Regions from separate parts of the Pan troglodytes genome. Here region 1 is linked to region 2. A link is a contact called in public Hi-C data. All regions are on one chromosome and are shown on one strand. The core of a region is the stretch at or near the end of the contact, and the rest is flanking DNA. Distances in the headings are between cores, read along the strand shown. Region 1 overlaps DAP (death associated protein). Region 2 holds the start of LOC101058342.

Region 1 (6,866 bases), core at 707-3,206, 240 kb after region 2:
CTGGCTAATTTTTGTATTTTTAGTAGAGACAGGGTTTTGTCACGTTTGCCAGGCTGGTCTCGAACTCCTGGCCTCAAGTGATCTACCCACCTTGACCCCCGAAAGTGCTAGGATTGCAGGCATGAGCCATCACACCTGGCCTGTTGTCTTATTTTAAGAAACTGCCACAGCCACTCCAACCTTCAGCAACCACTACCCCAATCAGTCAGCAGCCATCAACACTGAGGCAAGACCCTCCACCAACAAAAAGACTGAGCCTCACTGAAGGCTCAGATGATCATTAGCATACAGAATTTTTAAATTTTTAAAATTTTAAATTAAGTTATGCATTGTTTTTTAGACGTAATGCTACTGTACACTTAATAGGCTACAGTGGAGGGTAAACATAACTTTTATATGCACTGTGAAACCAAAAAGTTGTGGGACTCACTTTATCACAATATTTGCTTTATTATGGTGGCCTGGAGCAGACCCTGCAATATCTCTGAGGTCTGCCTGTACATATTCATTATTGAAACGCAGACAAGCAAAACAAGTTAAAATCACTTGTACTTCTGTATTACTGTATGTGTGTATTTATAAAGATTGACACACACAACTACTGTCCCATCACAACTGCTGAATGGCCATGGAGACTCTGGAGGCTAAAGGAGATCCCCAGCAATGAGGGTGGTCTACCCTGTGAGTACGCCACCCTTTGCAGAGGTGGAGTGGAACTCCAGGACGCAGAGGCGCCATCCAGCAGCAGGGCGCCAGCCTGGAGAGGCCTCCATGTTGGGTGTTCCTGACAGGCTCCTTGGTTGAGCCCAGCCCCACTGTGTAGTAGCTGCCACGTGAGGCTCTCAGGGGACCTGGCTATCAGGAGTCTGTCTCCAGCACTGGTCCCCTGTGTGCACTGAGGACGGGAGTCTGGAGCCCAGGGGCCTGCCACAGTCCTGCCCTTCCTCCCTGCCCTCGGTGCTCCTCAGAGGTGGTGTCCTCTGGGCGTCTCCTGCATTGATCACGACAAGGGTGGGGTTCTATGCCTCGAGTATGTACCCGGAGAAATGTGTGTGAACAGTGATGATATGAGATCATGACAGCTCTGCTCTAGCCTGAGTGCTGGAAAGCACACACGGAAGCTGAGGCCTAGAAACCAGCCTCTGACTCCCGGGGCACGCTCTTTCCTTTCCTAAACCCACATTTAGCACCTCACTCCCATGTGAGCTGCTCAAGACACTGTCCCATCGCAACTGCTGAATGGCCATGGAGACCCTGGGGGCTAAAGGAGACCCCCAGCAGTAAGAATGACCCTCCCCCCACAGGCCCAGCTCATTCCAGGAGTGTCCAGGGCCATGGTTGCAGGTTGCAGAGTCTAAGAGTCCACAGGAGGCATTCACAGATGGCGCTGTCCTTGTGAAACCCCACATTCACGGAGATAGCTCCTTTGTGGTGAGTCATGACTGAATCTGCTGAGCTTTAGTGGCTTGGTGGATTCTGCTTATAAAGACAGAGGATGTCAATGAAAATCATGCTAGGCTCAGCATAAGAAATGTGCCTCTGCCAACCATTGGGTGGCGAGGGGTGAGGTGAGGCCCGCCGGGTGCGACGATGAGCCAGGGACTGGTGTCCTTTGTGCTGCATCCTATACAAAGTGGCTAGTCATTCTGCTGGATGTGGTGCTGGCGACTTGGCTGAGTGATGGCAAGACTGAGGGTCTGGTGCCGCAGTCAAAGGGACTCACTCAGGATGGAAAGGCCGTGAACTTGCCCTTGTGCACACCTTGAGGGCTGACTCTGAGCTGAGGAGCAGGGACAGGGAATGTCACTCAGTGGCAAGCTTAGGTCAGAGCAGTCTTTTGGGGCACAACCAAAACAGTGTGCATTCCACCTAATTAACCTGGGGAAGAACAACATGAAGGCCTGAGACTTCATCCTGCACTGCTGTGCTCCAGCGCCCCCATCTGTTTGGCACTGGTAAGAAATAAGGCACTGAAAGAAAAGAACCCCATGTGTCCAGCACTTCCGCAGGCGAGGTCCTTGCTTTAAGACTGCACTTTTTACACAATATTCAAGAATTGTGTTGCATGAGAAAGTCTTATCGAGCCTCAAGAGGCGACTCGGCGGGAAGTGACAGGACACCAGACTGAGGGTCTCCTTTAGCTCTGGTCTGCTCAAGGCAAACGTTCTTCCTAAAGACAGTCCAAGCTCTCCCTCCCTTCTAACTTCGCTTTGAAACCCCAGCCAGCTCAGCAACTAATTACAAAAAAATTATGTACCATTTTAGCCATTTTTAAGTATACAGTTCAGTGGCATTAAGTATATTCATATTATTATGCTATCATCACCTTTATCTATTTCCAGTACTTTTTCATCATTCCCAACAGAAAGTCTGTCCCCATTAAACACTAGCTCCCCATTCTCTCCTCCTCCCAGCCCCTGGCCATCACCGTGAGTTTAACTGCCCTAGGGATCTCATGTAAGTGGAATCATACAGTACTTGTCTTTTTGTGTCTGGCTTATTCCATCTAGCATAATATTGTCAAGGTTCATTTATGTTGCAGAATGTGTGGGAATTCTGTTTTGAGGCTGAATAACATTCCACTGTACGGACAGACCACATTCTGCTTATCCATTCATCTGCTGATGGACACCTAGACTGCTGCGAATGGTGCAGCTATGGACGTGGGTGTATAAATATGTGCTCGAGTTTCTACTTTCAATTATTTTGTGTGTAACTCAGAAGTGGAATTGCTGGGTTATATGGTAATTCTGTGTTTAACTTTCTGAGGAATCACCAACCTGTTTTCCACAGCGGCTGTTCCATTTTAGATTCCCACCAGCAACGCACATGGGTTGCTATTTCCCCATATCCCTGCCAACGCTCGTTGTTTTCTGTTTTGTTTTATTCTGTTTTTTTGGATAAAGGCTCTATTCTAATGGGTGTGAAGAAGTATCGTACTGTGGTTTAGATTTAGCAACTAATTTTAAGAATAAGCTTCCCTGCCACAGAATAATAAATATCAATCTGTATTGATCATTCATTAAAGGTCTTTATGAACCAAAAGTCGCCCCCAAAATTCTTCTCTAAAACTGAAAAGGCCATAATTGGCTGTAAGGACATATGGCAGCTGCCCATGAAAAGACGGCAAAAGGCAGGCCTCTTCCAAAATGTCTAACAGCGATATGTATTTTCATGTAACTTGTCCCGTGACAGAGCGTATGTTGTGTTGAAGGTTTTCATCAAGTTTGGCCCAAAGGCTTCAGAGCCCAATCCTTTTTTCCAACTATAATTAACAGCAACTTAAATTGGCAAATAATTATTTATGATGTTTATAAAGTAAAAACAGTTACTAAACTCTTTGAGATGTGGTAGCTTGAACAAAATCTCACAAGCGAGAAACCCCAGTCAAAGGTCTGGGTGTAAGGCTGTACATGCAAAACACACCTATTTTAAATGCCATTAGGCTTCCATGCAAAGTATAACCTACATTTCTCCAGTCTAAGAAGTATGATAGCTGCTTTGAGGATTTATTTAATCTGATGAAAATCATTCTGACAGATGCTGTTTTGAAGATGCAACATTATTTTCTCTCAGGAAACAGAGAGTGAAAACTATCAACCCTGCCCGCCCCATATCCTCAGGCCTTTCCAGACTTTAAAAACTACACTTATTTAAATTGAAAAGAACTGCAAGCCAGGCAGAATTAGCCAGGATTAGAATCCAGATAACACTTCCTATACACTAGCAGAAACTGCAGCTTTTTCACACCCAGACTAAGCAGCCACCTGATGTCCGTGCACGTGGGTCTCTATTGTCCATCTGGCAAGGACCACATCAAACTCTTAAAAGGACCCTTTGTCCTTAACAGAAGTTTGCTATTACTTATTTTCTAAATTTTCTTAATGAAGATTTATACCTTTTTGGCATTCTGTGGAAACTGCAGACAGACAGGATAAAATGCCAGAAACGCTCAGTGACTGAGTAACCCTGTGGAATGCAGATATCATCAAGACTGAGTTTGATGGTCTCATCTTTAAAGGAATGTGGAAAGGGCTGAGAAACCCAAATTCATAGTTTTAAAACTTCCCTAAACTCCCAAACAGCAACTATTTAACTCTACCCCAACATGTAACTCATATAAAAATTGAGAAGACTTAACATTCTTTTGTGTTCTAAGGCTTTACACCCTCCCTCATCATCGCGGTGCTCTGACAGCCTGGTTTCTGCCCCAGTTCTGAGAGGTGTAAAGCGATGCACTCTGTGAGTTAGGGCTGGACAGGAGGTTCCCTACCAGGCAGACGGCTGCTGCAATCTATACCTTCATCCTTTCGCAGTTGAAAGCTTAAGGGCCTTCAGTGGGGGCCGCCTGGATGTCTCCCAGGTGGGCCGGATTCTGTCTCCCTGCACTTAGTCCAGCGCCCATCCCAAGTCTAACGCTCTTCCACAGGACAGTCCTTTGGTATTTGAAGAAGGCTACCACAAGCCCCCAGAACATCCCTTTCCCAGACTCAAAGGCATGATTTCAAATTCCTTCACTCTCTCAGCTATTCTCCCAACTGCATTCCAGTGCGGTTTCTAGAGTTTTGCCTAGAACTGTACGCGACACCCCACATGTACCTACTCAGTCCCCACAGGACACCGATATTGCAGTAATACTTTCCCCTGGGCTACAGAGAGCAGGTCAGCCAGGAAATGAATCCGGGCTCCCCAAAAGGACCGATTGCTAATAATCTTCAAATAGGACTGCTACTGACAGGCAACTTGTGAACAAAGTAATTTGTATCTGCTGCCCTGCTCCAGCCTGGCTCACCACAGCTAGTTTTGTGGGGTCCTTACCCTTCTTCCCTTAACCCTGGAGAGCTTCTGCACTCTTAGAAAAATGCAGTGCCCTTCTCCACCCCAAAATAGGATTCTGTGCAACAGGGAGGGTCCGATGTGCATCTGACTGGTCAGCCTCTTCCTTCCCAAGCATCCTGGTAGGGATTAGGGTCAGCTTAGTTACCACGAAGGTGCATTCTGGGATGGGGAGAAACATGCATGCGCATGCGCACACACACACACACACACACACACACGTGCGTAGTAGTAGTGAAACTGGGAATCTGGTCAAATCTCTGATCCCACTGAAAGTAATCAAAATGGCAGCAAAGGCATTACTGGAGAGTTGTATGTAACAGAATCATTTTCATGTTAGTTTTGACCTGGGTTCATGGAAGTCTACTCAAGTTATCCTCTGCAAATGCTGTCTCCTTTTCATGTAAATGTACTCTATCAGCAGGAAGCGTGTACACAGAAGGCAGGGACACATGGCCTTTAATAAGCCACTGGTGCTCTATTTTCCCTAAAGGATAGAAATGATCTCAGGTTGATAAAAGCTACTGTTTATCAATCACCACTATGTACTATGGACCAGGTGCTGAGTTAGGCGCTCCCCTTAGAAGTGCTGTATCTAACTCTCTTGGTCCTGTGAGGCAGGAACTGTCCATTTCACAGATTAGAATGGTAAATCAGAAAGGGCCAGTCATTTGCCCAAGGGTTGCACAGTAATAAGTGCTGGGAACCAGACTTGGAACGAGGGCTGTATAGTGCATGTAATCTTGGCTCCAAGCCCAGTCCCCTCATTTTAAAGGGCTCAGCAGCCTCGAGTTTTAGCTTGTCTTCTGTATACGATTTAGAGATGCAGAGTTTTAAGGTAAGCAATCTAAATGTAACCTGAGAGTCCTTTATTCAACCAGACAGTACAATATATTCAAATCTACCTAAAGATTTACTTTCTGACTTGATAGTGGATTTTTTTTCCTGAAAAATGATCACTTATGTCTCTAGCATTTAACTAGCATACAAAGCACTTCCACATAAATCATTAGCTCATCTGAGTTCCTTCGGCAGGTGATGTTCTATTTTACGGAGGAAGAAATGGTGCCTCAGAGAGGCTGGAACCTTGCTTGGGGTCCTGGGGGTGGAGCCCGGGAGGAAGCGCAAGGGCTGTGCTCTTCAGTCGGGTTGTCTGAGATCTCCACCATCTCAGACGACTCTGTTCCTCAGTCTCGGGAACAAAATGCAGGGGAGGCTTCAAACCATTCAACAGATTCGAGGCAGCCGACAGGGCCAGAGACGATTCAGAACCAAAGAAAGGATGGACCGTGGCAAATGGACACCATGAGTGTGGGCTAGAGTGTTGGATGATCCGGGTTCAAATCCTGACTCTGCCAGGGACAAGCTGGTGAGCTGGTGGTTGACTTTTCTGAGGCTTAGTTTCCTTGTCTATAAAACTGGACAGCAACAGACCCTACCTTCTTAGGTGACTCTATATAAATGTGCATACACACACACACACACACACGCACATACACACAGCAGAAAGCAACAGATTCTAAACAGGGTCGAAACAGAGTTTCCGAATTTGCTTCTAGGCTGCCTGGCGGGCTCTGTGCTTTCCTGAGGAGGGTGGGCAAAGAGACTGCTTTTCCAGGGTAATGACCTTGAGAACTGGGCCGCACCTCAAATCAAACCCTCTGTCAGTGCAGAAGAAGAGGCCCTTGGGCCTCACCCACTGTGTGCTGATGAAAGGTAGTCACAGTGTGTGCTTAGCACTTGTGTAACAGAGAGGACACGACACTAGAGCACTGCAGTGGGAGGACGGGGTACCCTCGATCAGCTTCTGCCCATACAAAGTGAATGGGGCCGGGGGCTCTTCTCATGCACTGATGAAGGGGGTGACGTAGGTTGTGGCCCAGCACATGCGCTCATTGACCGGGAAAAGCAGTCTCCTCAGGAAAGCACAGAGCCTGCAGGGCAGCCTAGAAGCAAATTCCAAAACTCTTGTTTTGACTCTGCTCAGAATCCATAGCTTTGTGCTTCCAGAGTTTACAGAAAATATATTC
Region 2 (6,443 bases), core at 1,959-4,458:
AGGCTGCCAAGGTGAAGTCCTCCAGCTCACACAACTGCTGGAAACTTAGCAGTGGGCTCATGAGCCGGCTCCAGCACAGCACCGGGCTCCGAGGAAATCCTGTGCCACCCGCCAGTCCTTGTCCTTCCTGTCCTGTCCTGTGTGCTTTGACACAGGAGATTGCTCTCTCCACCAGGACATGCTTTTCTTCACTCACCAGCAGCCTCCCTCCTGGCTGCGCCTTTCAAGTCCCCATGCTGGTCCCTCATCTCCCCAGCTCTTGGTGGTATAGCGTGTCCTGTCCTCCCACCTCGGCAACCTCGTGGGGCTCGGCTGTATACACCATCCTGCTCGTATACACTACCCCACCCATGTATACCATCCCCCTGTGTATACCATCCCCCTCATGTACACCATCCCGCTGTGTACACCATCCCCCTCATGTACACCATCCCCCTGTGTACACCATCCCCCTCATGTACACCATCCCCCTCATGTACACCATCCCCCTCATGTACACCATCCCGCTGTGTACACCATCCCCCTGTGTACACCATCCCCCTCATGTACACCATCCCCACCATGTACACCATCCCCCCGTGTACATCATCCCCTTGTATACACCACCCCACCCGTGTATACCGTCCCCCCATGTACACCATCCTGCCCATGTACACCATCCCCTCGTGTACACCATCCCCTCATGTACACCCATCCCCCCTGTATGCCCCATCCCCCCGTGTACACCATCCCCTCGTGTACACCATCCGCCTGTATGCCCCATCCCCCCACCGTGTACACCATCCCCCCCGTGTACACCACCCCACCTGTATACACCACCCCGCCTGTATACCCCATCTCGCCCATGCTCCCAAGTCTCCTCTGTGAGCGCTAGGCCTACTAAGTAGCCACCTGAGTCACCAGTTCCACTGGGCGCCTGACAGACATGTCAGTGGAAGCCACCCCAAACTCAGCTTCTCTCTGGAACTTTTGCAGCTGTTCAGGCACGAAACATTGGAACCACTTTTCATGGTTCTGTCTCTGCCCACATGCAACCACCAGTGAGTTCTGGTAACTCCACCTTCAGGAGAGGCTGAGTCCAGCCCTTCCCAGGCCCCTGGCTGGATTATTCCAGCAGCCTCCTTGCCAGGTTCCCGCCTTCCACCCTCCTCACCAGGTTCCCGCCTTCCACCCTCATCACTGGGTTCCTGCCTTCCACCCTCATCACTGGGTTCTTGCCTTCCACCCTCATCACTTCTCTTCACACATCGGCAGAAGGACTCCTTAGAAACACTCCACAGTGCTCCGTCTTTGTTTAAAACCCTTTGACACCTTCCCATAGACCCCAGCCAAAGCCCAAGTCCTCCCTGGGTCTGTAAAGACCTCCGTGGTCTGCCCCCACCCCATCCCGCTGACCTCATTTCCCGCATCCCTGCCTCTCCATGGCCTGCTCTAGCTACCCGGAGCTCCTGGCTGTTTCTGGAGCACACAGAAGTGCCCCTGGAATTCTCCCAGCATCCCACATGACTGGCTCCTTCCCCCTGGGTCTGTGCTTACATGCTCCCTGCTCTGACCTTCCCTGACCACCCGATTAAAATGTCATCCTCCACCCCGGCACTGCCTGCCTGCTGCTCCAGGCACGCCCTCTTCCAGAGCACCCTAGAATCCAGGTGTTGTGGCTCTCCCACTTGACCGTGATCTCCACATGAGCAGGCGTTAGGTGTCTGTTCACTGCTACATCCTGGTGTGTAACAGGCAGTTGGCGAACGTGGAGGGAATGAAGGGCTGTTGCCATGTGTGTGTGTTGGCGAGGGGGGTTACGTTTAAGCAGCCACCTGTGTGAGCTCACCTTCATCAGTAGGCAGCGTGACCATCCAGGCAGGTATGAGATAGCCACTCTGGCAAGGACGGCCTTCACAGAAGGGACTCGAGGTGGGGACTGAGGGGAGGGTCCCATAGGCCAGCTGCAGAATTAGGACACCTGCCCCCACAGCTTACCCTGGCCAGGGTGTTGAAGGCTGCAGGTCATGATGTCTTGGTGCAGAAGGAGAAAAGGAGACCTGGGCTATGTGTTCTCTTTTGAAAAGATAGTAATCTTATGTTACATGGTTCTCCCACCTTCTTCAAACAAACACACAAACAGCTCATGTTTTTTCAATAAGGATGAATTGAGCAAGTTGGAGGTGGGAGGCCATGGGCTGGCCCTGGGGAGCCCTGGTGCCCAGGCCCTGCGGTTCCAGCGCCATGCAGCCTCTGGTCTCATGAAGACGACCTTGGCCTGTTAGCTGCCCCCCACCCCCGCAGGGACTTGGCTGGGAGGGCAGGTGCTAAAAGTGTCTGCCGTGTGGAGGCAGGAAGGCTGCTCAGAGGATGGGCTTTCCCGCTGAAAGCAGAGGGTGGGCTGCTGTCTGGGATGAGCCCAGCAGTTTGGAAGAGTGTGAGGGAGATGAATGATCTCAGGGAGGAAGTCCGGTTGCTGTTCTGGAGCTGAGACAGAGCCCAGAGCCTTCTGTGTGAACAGGGACAGAGCCAGGACAGAGCCCGGACAGAGCCCTCCCTTCTGCTCGGTGGGCAGGCATTGGCAGACACCCAGGGCTTCCTTGTAGGCATGCAGGCCGTTGGCTGCCAGCCCTGCCCTCTGCAGGCAGCACCTCTGGCTGGTGGCAGAGTTCATTCAGCCCCTGGGCACGTCCCCGGGTGTGTCTCTGGGCCAGATGGGGCTGCACAGTTCTGCATTAGCTTAGGAAGTTGGTTTTAAAGACATTGATGCTTCCTTTTGTCTGTAACAGTCATTTCTATTTTAATAGAAAATAAGATCTGTGAATTAGAATTTTTTCCTGGTCAATTGCACCCCATTCGAACCTTTCCTTTTCATTTTTCATTATGGCAATTGTACATTCACCTAGTTCTCAGTTCAGATGGAGCGCATACTTTTTGGAGAATTTCTGTCAAATATGCTAGAGTGTTGATTCTGCTGATGCCTGCTTTCAATGTGAGTGATGCCAGGAGTAACTGTTTTTCTCCCCACCTGGCTGTGGTGCTCCCAGTCCTTGAACACTGCGCTGAAGCACCTGTGCGAGATCCTCACGGACGATCCGGAGGGCGGGCCCGCTCGCATCCCCTTCAAGACGTTTTCCTACGTTTACCGCTACTTGGCCAGATTAGACTCAGATGTGTCTCCCTTGGAGACGGAATCCTACCTTGCCTCTCTAAAGGAAAATATGTAAGTATGCACCCTCTCTAGGATTCAGGTATGTTGACCATGGGAGAATTTCCTGTTTCACTTCCCTCTTGTAGGGAAAAACTCAGTTTTTCCTTTGCTCTCTCACCACAACAATAATCAACACAGAAGACTGCTATGATCAAATGTGTGGAGGTTTTTCCTCACCAAAAAGCAAGCAAGCGGTCCTGCAGCAGACACCAGCTGTGCATTCTCATTCCGTCTCTACTCTGTCTACCTGGAGATAGCCTGAGATCCTACAGGTTGAGGGTTCAGTCCCCAAGACTGCCCCCACCCTGCCCCATTTCTGATGCTAGTTGCAAGCCCCAGGTTATTTTGCCTGTGCTTCTGACCGACTGGCTCTAAATCAGGGTTCCCACAACCCCTCCTTGGGTCAATTAATTTGCTAGAATGGCTCACAGAACTCAGGGAAACACTCATGTTTACTAGTTTATTACAAAGGATATTTTAAAGGCTACCAACAGTCAGAGGAAGACAGACAAAGGGCAAGGTCTGGAAGGGTCTGGAGCATGGGGGCTTTTGCCCCCATGGAGTTGAGGTATATCCCCTCCCTGCCCGCAAATGAGCTCTTGTTCACCTTCCTGTTGGTCTCGATGTGTTTAGCTTCCGGGAAACTTTCTAAGCCCTGTCCTTTTAGGGTTTTTTTTTTTTCCTGGAAGCTTTGTGATTGATTAAATCATTGGCCAATAGTGATCACCTAAGCCATCAGCCCCTCTCCCCACCTCCAAGGTTGGGCTGGGCTGAAAGTCCCACCCCTCTAATCCTGCCTTGGGCTCTCCAGTGACCAGCCCCATCCTGAAGCTACCTGGGCCATCAGCCAATCACAAGCATAAAGAAAGAACTCACTTTGGAGATTCCACAGATTTTACTTGTATGCCAGGAGCGGGGGTTGAAGACCAAATATATATTTCACAATATCACGTCCCTTGTCTGCAATAACTTTGTCCCAACGAATCCCGTGTTTGGCAGAAGGTTTAGGCACACCTGATGGTATTCAGGGTGTGTGTGAGTGGAGCCGCAGATCAAAGGCCATCAGCAAAAGCAAGCAGCACCTCAGAAGGGAGCCCGACCTCTCCCGTGGCTCCCACCCATGTGGGCTGAGGCTCAGGTTTTTTTAGACTTTAGAGGGAGAGAATGTATCCTGTCATTAAGACTCATTTATCCCAGATCTATCCTGATTCCTATGTACAGCATGTCAGGTGGTACTAAATTGTAGCATGTTAAAAAGTGAGATAGAGGCTGGGCACGGTGCCTCACGCCTGTAATCCCAGCACTTTGGGAGGCCGAGGCAGGTGGATTACTTGAGATCAGGAGTTCGAGACCAGCCTGGCCAATATGGCAAAACTCCATCTCTACTAAAAAAATAGCCAGGTGTGGTGGTGGGTGCCTGTAATCCCAGCTACTCAGGAGGCTGAGGCAAGAGAATCTCTTGAGCCCTGGGGGGGCAGAGGTTACAGTGACCCGAGATTGTGCCATTCCACTTCAGCCTGAGCAACAAGATCGAGACTCCGTCTCAAATAATAATAATAATAATAATAACTTAAAAAGTGAGATAGAATTCATTTCTCCACAATGAAACGTAGACATGGATTACTGCTGGTGGACCTCCTGACAGTAGTGCCACGGATGCAGGATCATTTGCAGAAACTTGAGGATGTCATTGACATCAACCACGCAATTCTCGCTCTGATGAACTTGCTATATGACCCCGACACATTGCATGTTATGTTGTATTTGCACCAGGCTGCATGTGATGTAAGGCTGGTTCTGCTCTGAAGCATGACTTGGAGCTAACGTTGGAATATATTGTCCAGTGTTCTGATCACCTGTAACATTTTTTAACAAGATTAATGAATCCTCCCTTTAAAGACAAGATGCAGAGTAAAAAGGAACAAAGCTCTTGGGTCCTGCGGAAGTTCTCATTTGTTCATTCCCTAAACCATCATTGGGTGCTGACTCTGCACCCTGCACTACCTATGGGGAGGCAGAGAGAGCAGCCCAGGGCTGGTGGGGTGGGCAGAGATGGTGGTGACAACCGCAGGGTCCGGGGAGCTGTGGTGCTGCAGAGTAAGCCTGGTTAACAGCAAGAAAGGGCCTTCTAGGTGCAAGGGCAGGAAAGGGCCCAGGTCCTCCAGGCTCCAGCCCCAAGGGAGATGGGGTCCCTGAGGTCTTCCCGGCACTTCCCCTTGGGACCACTGCCCCCAAGTGCTGGTTATGGTTTGTCCCTGAGCCCCACACCTCTCATCTCGAATTGCCCACGGTACAGTTTATTGAGCACCTGCTCCGTGCCAGGCATTGGCGCAGGTGCCGGGGATGTAGTCAGTGAACAGGTCACGCCCTGACCCCTGGAGTTTTGCCCTGTGGAGCAGACAGACATCAGACAAGCAGATTTTAAGACAGTAGGTCATGTTCAGTGCCAAGAGGACAGTAAGCCAGGGACGGGGACCAATGGGGGCTGGTCCCAGGGCCGCCTTCTGGCACAGCACACACCCCTGCTCGCCTCAGCCTCCTGAGAAGCCCCCTGGCCTGTCATCACCACCCAGAGTCTTGTCCCCTCCTCCCACCCTTTCCAACCGGCCATGATGCCACCTAGGATGCAGGCCACAGCACCAGGAGCTGGCGCTCAAGTGATCTGCCAGCCTCCGCCTCCCTTCCTGTGCCAGTGGAGCCTGCGTTCTGTGCCCTGCCCCACCTGTCCCAGCCGTCCTCGTCTCCTTGTCCCTTCCACATCGTTTCCTCTCCTTCCTTCAAACTCACATCCCCTCTGCCCACCATGGGCTGAGCCTCTGGACTCCATGGTCCCTCTTTTTCCTCCTTCCTCTGTCATCCACTGTCACTCCAACCCTCCTGTCCTCATGGAAGACCGCAGCTCCCAAGCCATCCCTTCTCTCCGCCTTATTCTTGACACCATCCTGGCTGGTGTCTGCAGTCACACGGACTACACAGTACTTTGTCCCCAGCTCTCCTCCTGGTGCCCACAGCCTCTGCTTCTGCACCGCCATCCGGGTCATGCTGGGCCCCTTCTCCTGCCCGATCCGCGCACCTCTTCTCTTCTTTTGTGCTCTCTGATGCGGCTACTCCACCTGACAGGGCCACCTGGGACATGGGTGGTTCCATCTCATTCCAAATCCATGTCCCAAGCCTCCAAAGAACTGGGACCCTGTGCAGCAGCCCCTTCTCCCACCACTTTCCTGAGATCACAAGTCATCAAAAAAGAAAAACC

Evidence for each region. A called contact is a pair of places that touch in the nucleus more often than the background predicts.
Region 1: a contact with region 2 is called in a Hi-C map of induced pluripotent stem cells, with 2.4 times the contacts expected there. The contact joins the enhancer-like site here to the promoter of LOC101058342 in region 2. A contact is called at or near these places in 3 of 7 Hi-C or Micro-C datasets (blood, induced pluripotent stem cells and stem cell-derived neural progenitor cells).

Annotation. Positions count from the first base shown.
Region 1 is chr4:11,354,190-11,361,055 of NHGRI_mPanTro3-v2.0_pri, forward strand. The region is part of intron 2 of DAP (death associated protein); the gene reads right to left. It also overlaps the pseudogene LOC134810052. Among named protein-coding and RNA genes, the nearest start is that of DAP, 78 kb to the right of the region's middle. Within about 2 kb of position 1,957, at least 2 of the 24 cell types and tissues checked have an H3K27ac peak or open chromatin away from gene starts, as enhancers often do. A contact at or near this core is called in induced pluripotent stem cells, where this site is marked.
Region 2 is chr4:11,111,924-11,118,366 of NHGRI_mPanTro3-v2.0_pri, forward strand. It overlaps LOC101058342, which reads left to right and starts at 3,209. Exons shown (of 1, transcript XM_003950503.5): 1 at 3,209-6,443. The coding sequence starts at 5,800. ROPN1L (rhophilin associated tail protein 1 like) reads left to right here. Exons shown (of 6, transcript XM_009448797.5): 5 at 3,027-3,202.